2 separate regions of the Gossypium hirsutum genome follow, and region 1 is linked to region 2. The links are chromatin contacts, called in public Hi-C maps. All regions are on one chromosome and are shown on one strand. The core of a region is the stretch at or near the end of the contact, and the rest is flanking DNA. Distances in the headings are between cores, read along the strand shown.

Region 1 (5,781 bases), core at 2,527-5,026, 200 kb before region 2:
ATCAAACAACAAATTGGTCATTCTAAAAATTCAATCCATTTCTACTATTAAAAATTGGTCCTAGACATCAGCATGTGGTAAATGTGGCACACCAGTGTTATTGTCTAGTTATTCTATTTACCACGCCAGTTTTTACTGGTACAAATGGATGAAATTGTTAACAAAAAGGACTAATTTGCTCTTTAATCTAATGTATAAGGACTAATTTGCCTATTTTTTGAGTAGAGGGGGTAAAATGCAATTTGACTCCTAGAGCCTCCATAGTACTTTTACCACAAATGTAAATAATTCCAAAAGTTGTTTTACCTAATGAATTATCCTTCATGTCGAACTTGAATGAATGAGGAAATATTGCAGTATGTGGCTGCAAAGATTAGTAGAAAATCGAAAAATATATATATATATATCAGGGACCTATGTTAGGAAGACAAAGGAAAATATTAGTGATCTAAACAAAAAAATAAAACAAAATGAAGTAGTCCGTTAACTTACGGGATTAAGCAGTGCTTTGTAGGGAGAATCATCTATCAACAACGTGTTTGATTCGTTATAATATCCCTTCTCCCATGCAAGATCAGGGTCATGTTTTTCCCAAAGCTTCCTCAAATCTTTAAAAACCAAGGGCTTATATTTATGCCCAAGAGTATTGAATTGTGTCGTGGTGCAGTAAGACGAATCCTAATAAATATTGTGCATAAAGCAAATGAATCAGAATTGGAACTGTTCCCAGTTTAATTGCATATAAAATCGTAGTTGATGCAAAAAGCATTAATGAAATTAGACCAGTACATTTGTATGTACCCAAATAATCTTCAAGAATTACGACATATTACTTCATGAACTGTTCAAGCACGGCATTACTACTTAGGCACTCAATATCTTCTCATGCTATCTCTTTATCTTAGCTCTTATGTAAAATGGTGTCAGAAAAGCAACTAATCCTGAAACTAAGGAAATTGAATTTCGTTACTCATTGGGTTTTTTCTTCTTTATGGAACAGAAAGCAAAGGTTAAATGGCTCGAAGATTCAATGTTTGCTCTTGCTAGTGATTGACCACCAATCAGCTGGAGCACTTTCTAGGCAGGGACAACAAGATGGCCTTTTTTCCTTTTCTTTTCCTGAGAATTCTAAGCAAAGGTTAAACAGCTCAAAGATTCAGTCTTTACCCTTGCTGGTGATCGAATATCAATCAGCAAGAGCAATTTCTTAGATGGGTACCAAGCAGGCCATTTTTCTTCTTTCTTTTTCTGATAATACAAAAGCAAAGGTTAAACAGCTCGAAGATTCAATCTTTACTCTTGCTGGTGATTGAATACCAATCAGCAAGAGCATTTTCTTAGGTAAAGGGACCAAGCAGGCCTTTTCTTTTCTTTTCTGAAAATAAAAATCAAAGGTTAAACAGCTCGAAGATTCAATATTTACTCTTGTTAGTGACAACCATCAATCTTGACTGCTTTTAGCTTGAACATTTTCTTAACTATAGATAACGACAAGGCAATGCTATCGAAGATGACTTAGAAAACAAAAACATAAAGAAGAATTATGCAGATTGCATGGTTTAACAGAAAGTAAAATGAAACAGGCCATAATTACCCAACAAAACAGCAATTTTTGTTTCATATCTCCCATCAGAAAATCAATAAATCTTTCCACATTTTTCCTGCAAAAGTTCAAAATTCCAGCAACTAAGATGATACATCAATTCTCCATGGCAACAATCTAGCACTAAGAGAAGGCAATAAATTATTTGTTTCCAAAAGAAAAAAAATGAGAAGTACCTGTTTCTTGAAGACCAGATACCAACTTCAAACCTCTCACAACAGAACTTCAAAAAATCATCACAGTAGGGTCTCTTAAAAACTGGCAGAAAAGAAGCAAATTTCCAATTAGTTTTAAAAATATTTAGAATGCAAAAAGCATTAACAAGCATATAAAGTTTTTGAAACCAAGTTCTTACCTGCCCGTCCTGCAACAAGTGCATCTGGAGTGCAATCAATTGAAGGATTATAGACTATATCGGCAAGTAACCCATTCAAATCAAGAACAAGCAGCTTTTTCCTCGATTGACTAACAGGAGGTATAACAATAGCAAGAGATACATCACTTGTTTCATTTGCATCAAATGAATCAATCTTTTCTTCACTATTCCCTTCATCCGATAGAGTTGGACCTGAAACAGTATTCGTTTGATCAGTGTTAGTAAGGCCAACTTCCTCAGGATGCTTATCAATCTGACTTTGATCACTACAGTCCGAGGAATCAAGCTGCTCCATCCTTTTCCTAAACTTGGTTTTCTTTCTAATCGCTGACCTTGTTTCTGAAAAAATCTGGGCTGCATCCTTGCCTGTCTCGAAAGTTCCCACAAATGAAGCTTGCGACTCATTTAATTCTACAAAGCTACCTTGCATTTCAATATTGGCTATTGAGAAAGAATCAGAATTAGTTGAAAACCCATGGTTTTCATGCAATGATCGTTTTCTATCATTTTCCTTAACCAAGTCAGCCTCCATGTTTCCCCCAACCTCCTCAATTCATTCCCTTTTTTGATAGGGCCCTGCAATAAGTATCAAATGACATGATGAAGCAAACTTACTAATATAACATGCAAACTTCATGCTCGGCGCTATTAGTTAACCATTCATGATTCCACATAAAATTTTCTCTTCGTTATTTAGGAACAACCAAACAATTCAATGGATTGGATATCTAGGCAAACAGTCTCCCATACCCAGAGTCTAAAATACAAAAATAGTCTAAATGCTAAAATACATATTCTAACTCAAGTCATCCAGTTAAATTATGAACAATCTACAGAACACATCTATATGTTCCAAGTTTATAAACTCACATGACCTAGCAAAAACATTATAGTCCAACCAGCTTTTTGTACTAAGATTCAAGTATGGAGAGTTGTATTATACCCCTATGTTGCTTGGACTAAGGATAAATTTTTTGTATTCTTCCATAATTTTAAAGGGGCATACCCTTCTATAAGTCGGACACAGATAGTTCAAGGATAATGAAGAGTCGAAGGAACATAGTTATACCTTTTAGTTGTTGATTTATCTAACTATACAAACTTAGTATAACTCAACATTGGGTTTCTTATCATAGTTAAACCAACATGAACAAATAAAAGTGCATAAATCTGGTAAAACAAATAGTTTTTGAACTCCACTGCTGTGGTGTATATAAAAAATAATTGTACTCCAATCAGGGTGGAAGCCAGGGTTAAATGGTATAATTTCACTTTTAATCCCTTTCAAAAATTAACAGTTTAATTTAGTCCATTTTAACGAAAACAAATTGCATTTCTATCCTCTCCAAAAAGTCAATCATTTGAACACACACAAAAAAAATCATCTTCTGCCCCCAAGTCCTTTTTAATTTTATCTTTGCCTCAACACAAAATTCCAGGCTTTTCCGTGATTACAATAGCAAATCCGTTCTTAGAACAAAGAATTAAGCTTAAGAAAGAACATGTAACAACACTTCAAATACACAGAGAGAGACCCATAAATCCTAACACAGGGTATGTTAAAAACCAAAAAAGTAGGTATTAAGAAGAAGAAGAAGAAGAAGAAGAAGAAGAACAGACCTCTTAGAGAAATGGGATTCAGTTGTTGATGTCAGAGATTGGGATTTTGTAGAAAAAGATAAACGACTTATTAGTATCCTATAGATCTTACTTTTCTCTTATATCTACCCACCGCCCCCTCTCATTATTACTTTGGGTTTAAGCTACTTGTAGACGACGCCGTTTTATGATGAATACTTTCAGTTCTTTTGGATCTGGTCTGGTTTTTAACTGTCCGTACCAATCCAAATTCCTTAAAAATATAACTAATATCTTTAAAATAATAATGACTTAAAAAAAAAAAACTGAGGGTTTTCCACTCGCTCTCTTGCTGCTCTTCTGTCTGCTTTGTCGCCCCCTACCAAAGCGAAGCCAGGGTTTTACAGAGAGCTGCAAAACGACAATGACCACAGTCGTTCCAACCTCCGAAGATGATCCCGCTCTCGCCGTCGTCCGCTTCACGTCCGAACTCGCTTGGGCCGATGCTGGTCCAGAGGTAACCTCAATTTATTTTCCAAAAAGAAATTCTTAAATCAGAAATTTCAAATTTTCATTAATTTTGTTTTGCTCAATTATGGTGGAAGGTTGCGGAGCCGCAAGTGACGAGACTTTGTATGGAAGCGCAAGAGTGTATAGTGATGGGAAGACGGTTGGATTTAGCTTCTTTGATGCTTACTTCTGCTGATTTGGTGTTTTCCAAGGTCTCTGATAAAGGTACAAATTACCCCTTTTCTTTTTTATTTATTTGAATAATTTGGGAGATTTATGAATTGAGATGAATATTATTTTCTTAGCTTCATTCGCGTTTCAATGAAGTTTGTGGAATTCTTAATATTATGTCAAGTTGTTGCATTTTCTTAAAGCGTGTTTGGAATTACAAACAAATAATGTTTTCAAAAATCTATAAATTAAAGATTCAACTTTCTGGAAAATAAATGGTTGGTTTTGATTTTCTCCAGTTTTAATCATTTGAGTACATAACAGCTACCAAGTCTGCAACTTCTTTTGACAAAATAGTTGAGATCTTTCAAACTAAGTTTTATTTCTTACTTCTTAGTGCAGTAGATCGAACTTTTGTTTTGAAGTCACTTGTAACTTCTATTTATTTATTTGAGTTGCAATGGCATGGAAATGGATTCAGCTGGTGTTGTTAAGGCATGCGCTTAGGCCTTTTGCCTTAGCGATGTTGTCAAGGGTGCAGGGTGCTCTCTAGGCACTAGGACCCAATGTTGCCTCTAGGTGTAAGGCAAAGAAAGAAAAAAAAAAAGAAGACTCCAACTTGAGTGAAGTAAAGCGCTATATGTACATGGGTGAAACTTTGTACGTGTCTGTCTATGAATTTATCTATGTATATATGTCATATATATACATATAAAGCTCTATATATATATGTGATATATATATCATATATATGGTCTACTTTATCTACAAAACATGTAAATTTTTTTGTTGGTCAAGATGGTCCATTTCTATGTTGAATACTCAAATAATTGAGGAATATAGAATTGGATTCTATTCCTTTCTTACCAGTGAAGATATATCTAACAAAAATGTGAAAAATAATAGAAGTTAAAGGTAACCTTGGTTGGGTGGGCTTTTCTTTTTTGTGCCTATTGCCTTGCAAAGAGTGCGCTGAGGTGGACCAAGTGCATGCTTGATCAATTATCAAATGGACCTCATGAGAAAGGGTCTGAGGCGCTTTTGTTGTCTAATGCTAAGGCACGAGGCGTATGCCTTACAACACTATACCTTAGTGCCAGACAAGAAAAGCAATGTAGACCACTTTAGGCAAGTTGCATTTGATAATGAACATGCGTGATGTGCCTAGCCGACAGATGAAAATGGGGTGGAACTTATGTTACTTGTGTTCAGGTGTGAGTGATGCATATATGTATCTGACACAATCATGGTTAGATTTTTCTATGTTTTTTCATGCATTTGGAAGATCTTTGGAGGGTATATCCTTGTATCCAACTATTGGACACAAGTGCTGAACATGGGTACTTAGAGAAAAATGAAGAGTTCGAGCAACATAGGATGGGACTATAATTTGCCCCCTTCTTACTTCCATTTCTCCCACTCATTAAGCTCATTTAACTCATCCATTTTAACTCTCTCAAAATGTTGACTTTTCACTTTAAGGATGCATGGTTGACTTTTTTAATTTGAGCCTTCCAATTTTAACTCTCCTATTAACTCCTGT
Region 2 (5,507 bases), core at 2,610-5,109:
GCTTAATTGTTATTCTCTTTGAGAGGGTTTTGTCTTAAAGTTCAGGTAAAAACCTTAAGGGAGTTTGTAAGGTTAAACATTGCCCTCAAAGGTTGTCAAATTAATGAATTTTAGAAAATCCTTAATTGTGGAAAGGTAAGGTAGTGGATTAGGTAATTAGGGTCAAACCACTATATATCGTCATGCTCTTGTTTCTATTTAATCTCTTAGCTACCACAAATTTTTTAAATAGGCCAATTCACCCCCTCTTGGCATTTCGAGTTGATTAATTAAGCTAACAGTATTGAGGGCCTTTTTCATCGCATTCAACTTAAAACTAAGAGCTTCTGCCACATAGTCCCTGAACTGCTCTTTCATCGAGTCCAACTTATCGATGCGTCCCTTAACTACCTCAAGTGTTTCCTTCACACCATCCATGGATTCCTGACCACTCAACTTTCCAAAGCCGGCAACATATCCCTCGATCTACTATTTTTCTTGTCTGTCCCATAGGCATCCCTAGGTTCAATTGCTCGCCTACTTCTTCTGTCATCTCAACCGACACCTTCGAACCTTAACTTTGATACCAACTGTCACGAGTCCAGAACTTAAGTCTAGAAAACCGCGTGGCCTTAGGCGATACCTTTGCTTCAAATCTACCTAAGTCAGCCTAACTCTCAAAAAAGTGAGAATTCTCACGAAAATTCTCTAAGGCACCTAAGTAAAGTGGAAGTAAACTCTCAAAAAACAAAAGAGCTCAAATCAAATAGAAAAGCCACAGCAAAGCTAAGCACACCAAATGTTTGAGTAAATGCTCTCAAATATTTTTAATAACTTTGAATGTGATGATTACAAATGAGGGGGAATGCCTCTATATATAGCTGAGCTCCCCCGGATCCAACGATATAATTTAAATTACATCAATGATCAAGATTAATGCCTATCTACAAGATGAGAGTCCTAAAGTGTTTAAACTCTATACAATTTTATCTCTTAGGATTACAAATATTAACCATTGTAACTTTAGTTTTACTGGAGTGTTCCACTGGGTCACCAAGGCTTCAAGTAGATGGGTTTCTCCATGTGTTCCACAAATCGAGCTAGTTCAAGTGGATTAAATGAGCCCCATTTGGTCAAATAACCTCTATGGAACAGTTTGTGTGCATTCATCATAGACTTTGTATTGGATCTAATGCCCTAAGTGTAGCATATTTGTTTGCAAACTTGTAAGTTTTTCAAACAAATTGGTTAATAAAACAAATTCATAGATTAAATTAATATACTTTGTATGATTGTCCTTATATGGGTTTTGCACGCAAAGCAAAATGGAAGAAAATGTTGCTCATTGGTTGTCTAATGTTTAAACTAATACTAAGCGGTATTACGTGGTCAGATCGTAATACAAAAAGACATCTTATATTAGTAGATGAACCTAAACGTGTCATTAGTCTAATCGAAAATGAACAAACCTATTAAAAGACTAATATGTCGTCTATCAAGTCTAACTGGAGAGATGATTTGTCTTGAGCATCAGAATGGACTACTCTCAGAAGATAGAGACATATATGTGACTGACTGGACTAACAGTACACCAAACAGGACACAAGAATAATATATCTTGAATCCGTTTATGGATTTATTTACTTGTGACGTTCAGAGTGTGGCATACCTAAATCTTGAGTGGATGACAGATTATGTATGTGTGACTTGCACACTTTTATGTAAGTAAAAGCTAGAGTTCGAATAGATAAGGAATCGAAAGTTGGTGCATTGCTTATACGACTTCTACAGTATGTAGCGTCATTCACAACAGTGAAATTCATAGCTTGAGACATGGGTAAATGATATCCTCTCATTGGCATTACATGGTTGATGAAAAGTAAACGTGGCCAGAGGTCGTTCGTCTTTATGATGGATGACTTGATCACTATTTGATAGTAATTGGCTTTTTATGAAGGAAGATGTAATGGTTACTATGAGATAAAATAGCATCATAATGGGAGACCGAATATTATCCCAAAGAGATTAATGATATCCTATAAGGGTAATACACTTATGACAAGGTCATTGGAGGAGTACTAATCGAGTTGCTTTTGTAATAGTATGTCGTTGGGGAGAGCTTAGTTACGATACTATAGTGGAATAACTTCGTGACTAAATGAGTTTATAATTAATAGGCGAAAAGATGGAACTTAATTATAAATGATTTAACCTCAATTGCATATGTCTAATCGGTCCCTCTGCTAGCTTGTTAAAACCATAAATGAATTGCATATTGAATCAAAATGAATAAAATGAATAGAAATAGAGAAATGTAAAACATTCAAGAAATGGTTATGGTTTTCTCCAAAATGAAAATGGAGAAAATGGAATCATTTAGGAATGAATGTGGTTTTCTCAAAATAAAATGGAAATAGAAATGGAAATGAAAATGAAAATGAGAAATGAATTCATTTAGAAATTAACAAAGAATTCTAAAAAATGATTGGAAGATTGAGTTTATGTTTTTGAGCTATTTTAAAGCCCGAAAAATAAAAATAAATCATACGGTCATAGTGAACAAGTTAAATGATAAAATATTAAATATATTTTCTCATAAATTTTATCAAAGGTAAAATCGTCAGGTGAAATTATGATGAAAATTACTTAAATATAAATATTGAAATTTATTTTGGGAAATAGAAAAATAGAATCAAGTTGAATCAGATTACAAAGTACTAGGTCGAAAAGTCTGGGAAGTACTCGTAATTGGACCCAATGTGAGAGTGATCCAAAATCCCCTCATGGAATATGAAGGGGCAGCAACCTTAGTAGGAATTCTAGGGGTATGCCGCCAACCCTAATCCTACTTTAAGTAGAGAGTGTTTTTCTATTTCAAATAAACTTCTTTAATTCAACAATGGTCCTACCTTTTCTCCATATAAATAGATGTCAATGATAGGACTATTTACAAAATTTTAAAATATTGTGATTTTGTTCGAAAATAAAGGGACTTTTAATCTCTAAGAATTAAATATATTTTCCGGAATAACGATTCTACCGGTTTTTATTTGAGAAGAGAATTTTCGTTTTCACCCAAAAAGAAAAAAAATTATTTCTAGTTTATGTGTTTGATTCAATTTGATCAAACCCACACTCGAGGCAATTCGTGGTACAAGAATAGTGGAGAAGACCATTTGGTTGAAAGCCAGGAACGACAAGGATCCGTCTATCTGGAAACACAAGTACGTTTTCGGTCTAAGGTTTATTGCTATAAATATCACAAACTAGGTTGGTTTTCAAAATTTTTATTTTCTGTTGTGCAAGAAAACCCTTTTCAAATTGATTTTTTCCAACACTTTGATCCGCGACCCGTGACACTTGTACTAGAAGTTAGATTGCGTTTTGCCCTCTACTAAAAAAAAATAGGTAAATTCGTCCCCGTACATTAAATCAAAAAACAATTGGTCCTTCTATTATAAGTTTCATCCATTTCTACTATTAAAAACTAGTCACCATATGTCAGCATGAGGTATACGAGGCATGTCAAGTGTAACTATCTGGTTATTTCGTACCATGCTAGTTTTTAAAAGTAGAAATAAATGAAAATTTTAACAGTAATGATTAATTTACTTTTTAATCTAACATGTAAAGATTAATTTACTTATTTTTAAATAAATATAAAAAAATACAAATTGACTCTTAGTAGCATGCTAATACTTTTACCCGTCCCAAAATAATAATAAAAACATTCATTATACAAAAGATATAGCAAAGTAATCATCACATAAGACCATTGATTTTGCTACGAGCCCAATCTATCATCAAGGCTTCGGTGATCATGTACGGCCTGGATTTGAAACTGCTCAAAAAGCCCCATTTCCTCAAGCTAATAGCTCAATTCTTAAAGGCACAAAGCCATCCTCTCACGCTCTTTATAGCCCCCATTTGAGGTGGTTTCCTCCACGCAAAGGAAAAAACAAGGGAAAAAAGCTCTTAAAATCTCGTGCTCTACCCCTTTGCAAAGGTACCAAACGCTTACCTTTCTTGCCCTTGGGTGCGGTTACCCCTTTAGACTTTTTCATCTGATTTGAATCCCTTATACCTTTTTTTTTCTTTCGATTTATTTCCTCTGTTTGTTGCATAAAATCAAGTGGTTGCCGACAAATAAGAACAGGGTAATCGTTTTTGTTCCTAATCATTATATTTTCCAGTTCTTTCACGGTTCTTGATTAGTTGGTTTCTCAATCCGATTTTTTCTGATCTGAATCGGCTTGTTTGTTCACAATCCCTTTGTGGGTATTCCAGATTTTTCTTTCTTGCTGCTGATTTTGTGCTGATTTACCTTGCAATCTTTTTTTTTTTTTTTGCTGGTCTTGGGTAAGGTTTGGTTTAGAGCTAATTGGTTAGTAGCTTTTGTTTTTTTAAACTATATTTTTATGTTATAAGTTTTATCTGCTAAGCTTTTGTTTTTTCTTAAACTATATTTCTATGTTATTAGTTTTATCTGCTTGGTACTTAGAGACTACATTTTTTATTGTATTTCTGATGTGGGTTTTGCATAATTTCTGCTAAGAACTTGATTTTACTCAAATTTGGATCTCAAACCATTTTATTTCTTCGCTCTGCGTGTTACTGCTGGTGAAAAGGGCCTTCCTTTTTTTTTCTTTTGTTATAATCATCTTATTTTTAATGTAATTTGTATTGCTTGAACTTCATCATTTATAGATATTGCGGCAGCCTGATTCCTCCAATAAATTATAAATGCAGGTTTCATTACTTAATTACATGTTATAACCAACTCAGCATTTGACTTTAGACCTTTAAGCTGACAGCTAGGTTTTTGAAATCTGCAATCTTCTCAGGGTTGCACATTGATATTAAGAATTGTTTTTGCTCAATTTTCGTCACCATCCTAGCAAAACAAACCTTATTCTTTGTCAGTCCTTTATGCTTATGTCTACGTTCCGCTTTTCATTTTGACTCTAGTTTGATGCAAATGTATAACAACTAATTGATTTAAAGATGTATATAATGTTAACTTTACTCTAATTGTCTAAGTCATGATTGAAGTTTCCCAATTTTGCCACAATTTGTTAACAATTTGCACTTGTGCAGCTTTGTGAACTAAAGTAGCAAAGGTGGTACTCCCAAACTCCCAATTGCTTCTAGTTTATAGTTGGCCACAGGATTATAAACATCAATCTTTTTATCACAAAGAAAATTTTCAAAAACAACAAAGTTTGATGTCAGATTGTGTTAGCAAATCATGATAATAGCAGTAGAATTGCTTCAAATATGACTAATTTGGAAGCAATGTTTCTGCAATTTGGAAGAATAGTATGGTAAGAACAATCTCTGAATGATATATTGGTACTGTATGTACCTTTTGTTTCCTTTAGGATACAAATACGTTGAGGTTAAGTTCTTATATTGGTTTTCTTTTTTATATTTATACCATATTTAGTTATGTCAAATTAATGGAATCTTCCTCTTTTCTTTTTTCCACATCCAATGCAAATTATTGGGGCTAAAGTCATGTTTGTAGC

Evidence for each region. Hi-C and Micro-C count contacts between places; a contact is called where the count stands out from the background.
Region 1: a Hi-C map of leaf shows a contact between it and region 2, with 1.6 times the contacts expected there. The contact joins the promoter of LOC107941345 here to the promoter of LOC107939031 in region 2. A contact is called at or near these places in 4 of 34 Hi-C or Micro-C datasets (leaf and petal).

What each region holds. Positions count from the first base shown.
Region 1 is chrD09:2,198,185-2,203,965 of Gossypium_hirsutum_v2.1, reverse strand. It overlaps LOC107941345 (ubiquitin-like domain-containing CTD phosphatase 1), which reads right to left and starts at 3,776. Exons shown (of 8, transcript XM_016874903.2): 1 at 3,600-3,776; 2 at 2,312-2,555; 3 at 1,959-2,171; 4 at 1,780-1,861; 5 at 1,595-1,661; 6 at 493-678; 7 at 307-364. The coding sequence starts at 2,384. It overlaps LOC121221085 (eukaryotic translation initiation factor 3 subunit M), which reads left to right and starts at 3,332. Exons shown (of 10, transcript XM_041101554.1): 1 at 3,332-4,074; 2 at 4,163-4,292. The coding sequence starts at 3,982.
Region 2 is chrD09:1,995,578-2,001,084 of Gossypium_hirsutum_v2.1, reverse strand. LOC107939031 (WD repeat-containing protein 26 homolog) reads left to right here and starts at 3,859. Exons shown (of 6, transcript XM_016872317.2): 1 at 3,859-4,136.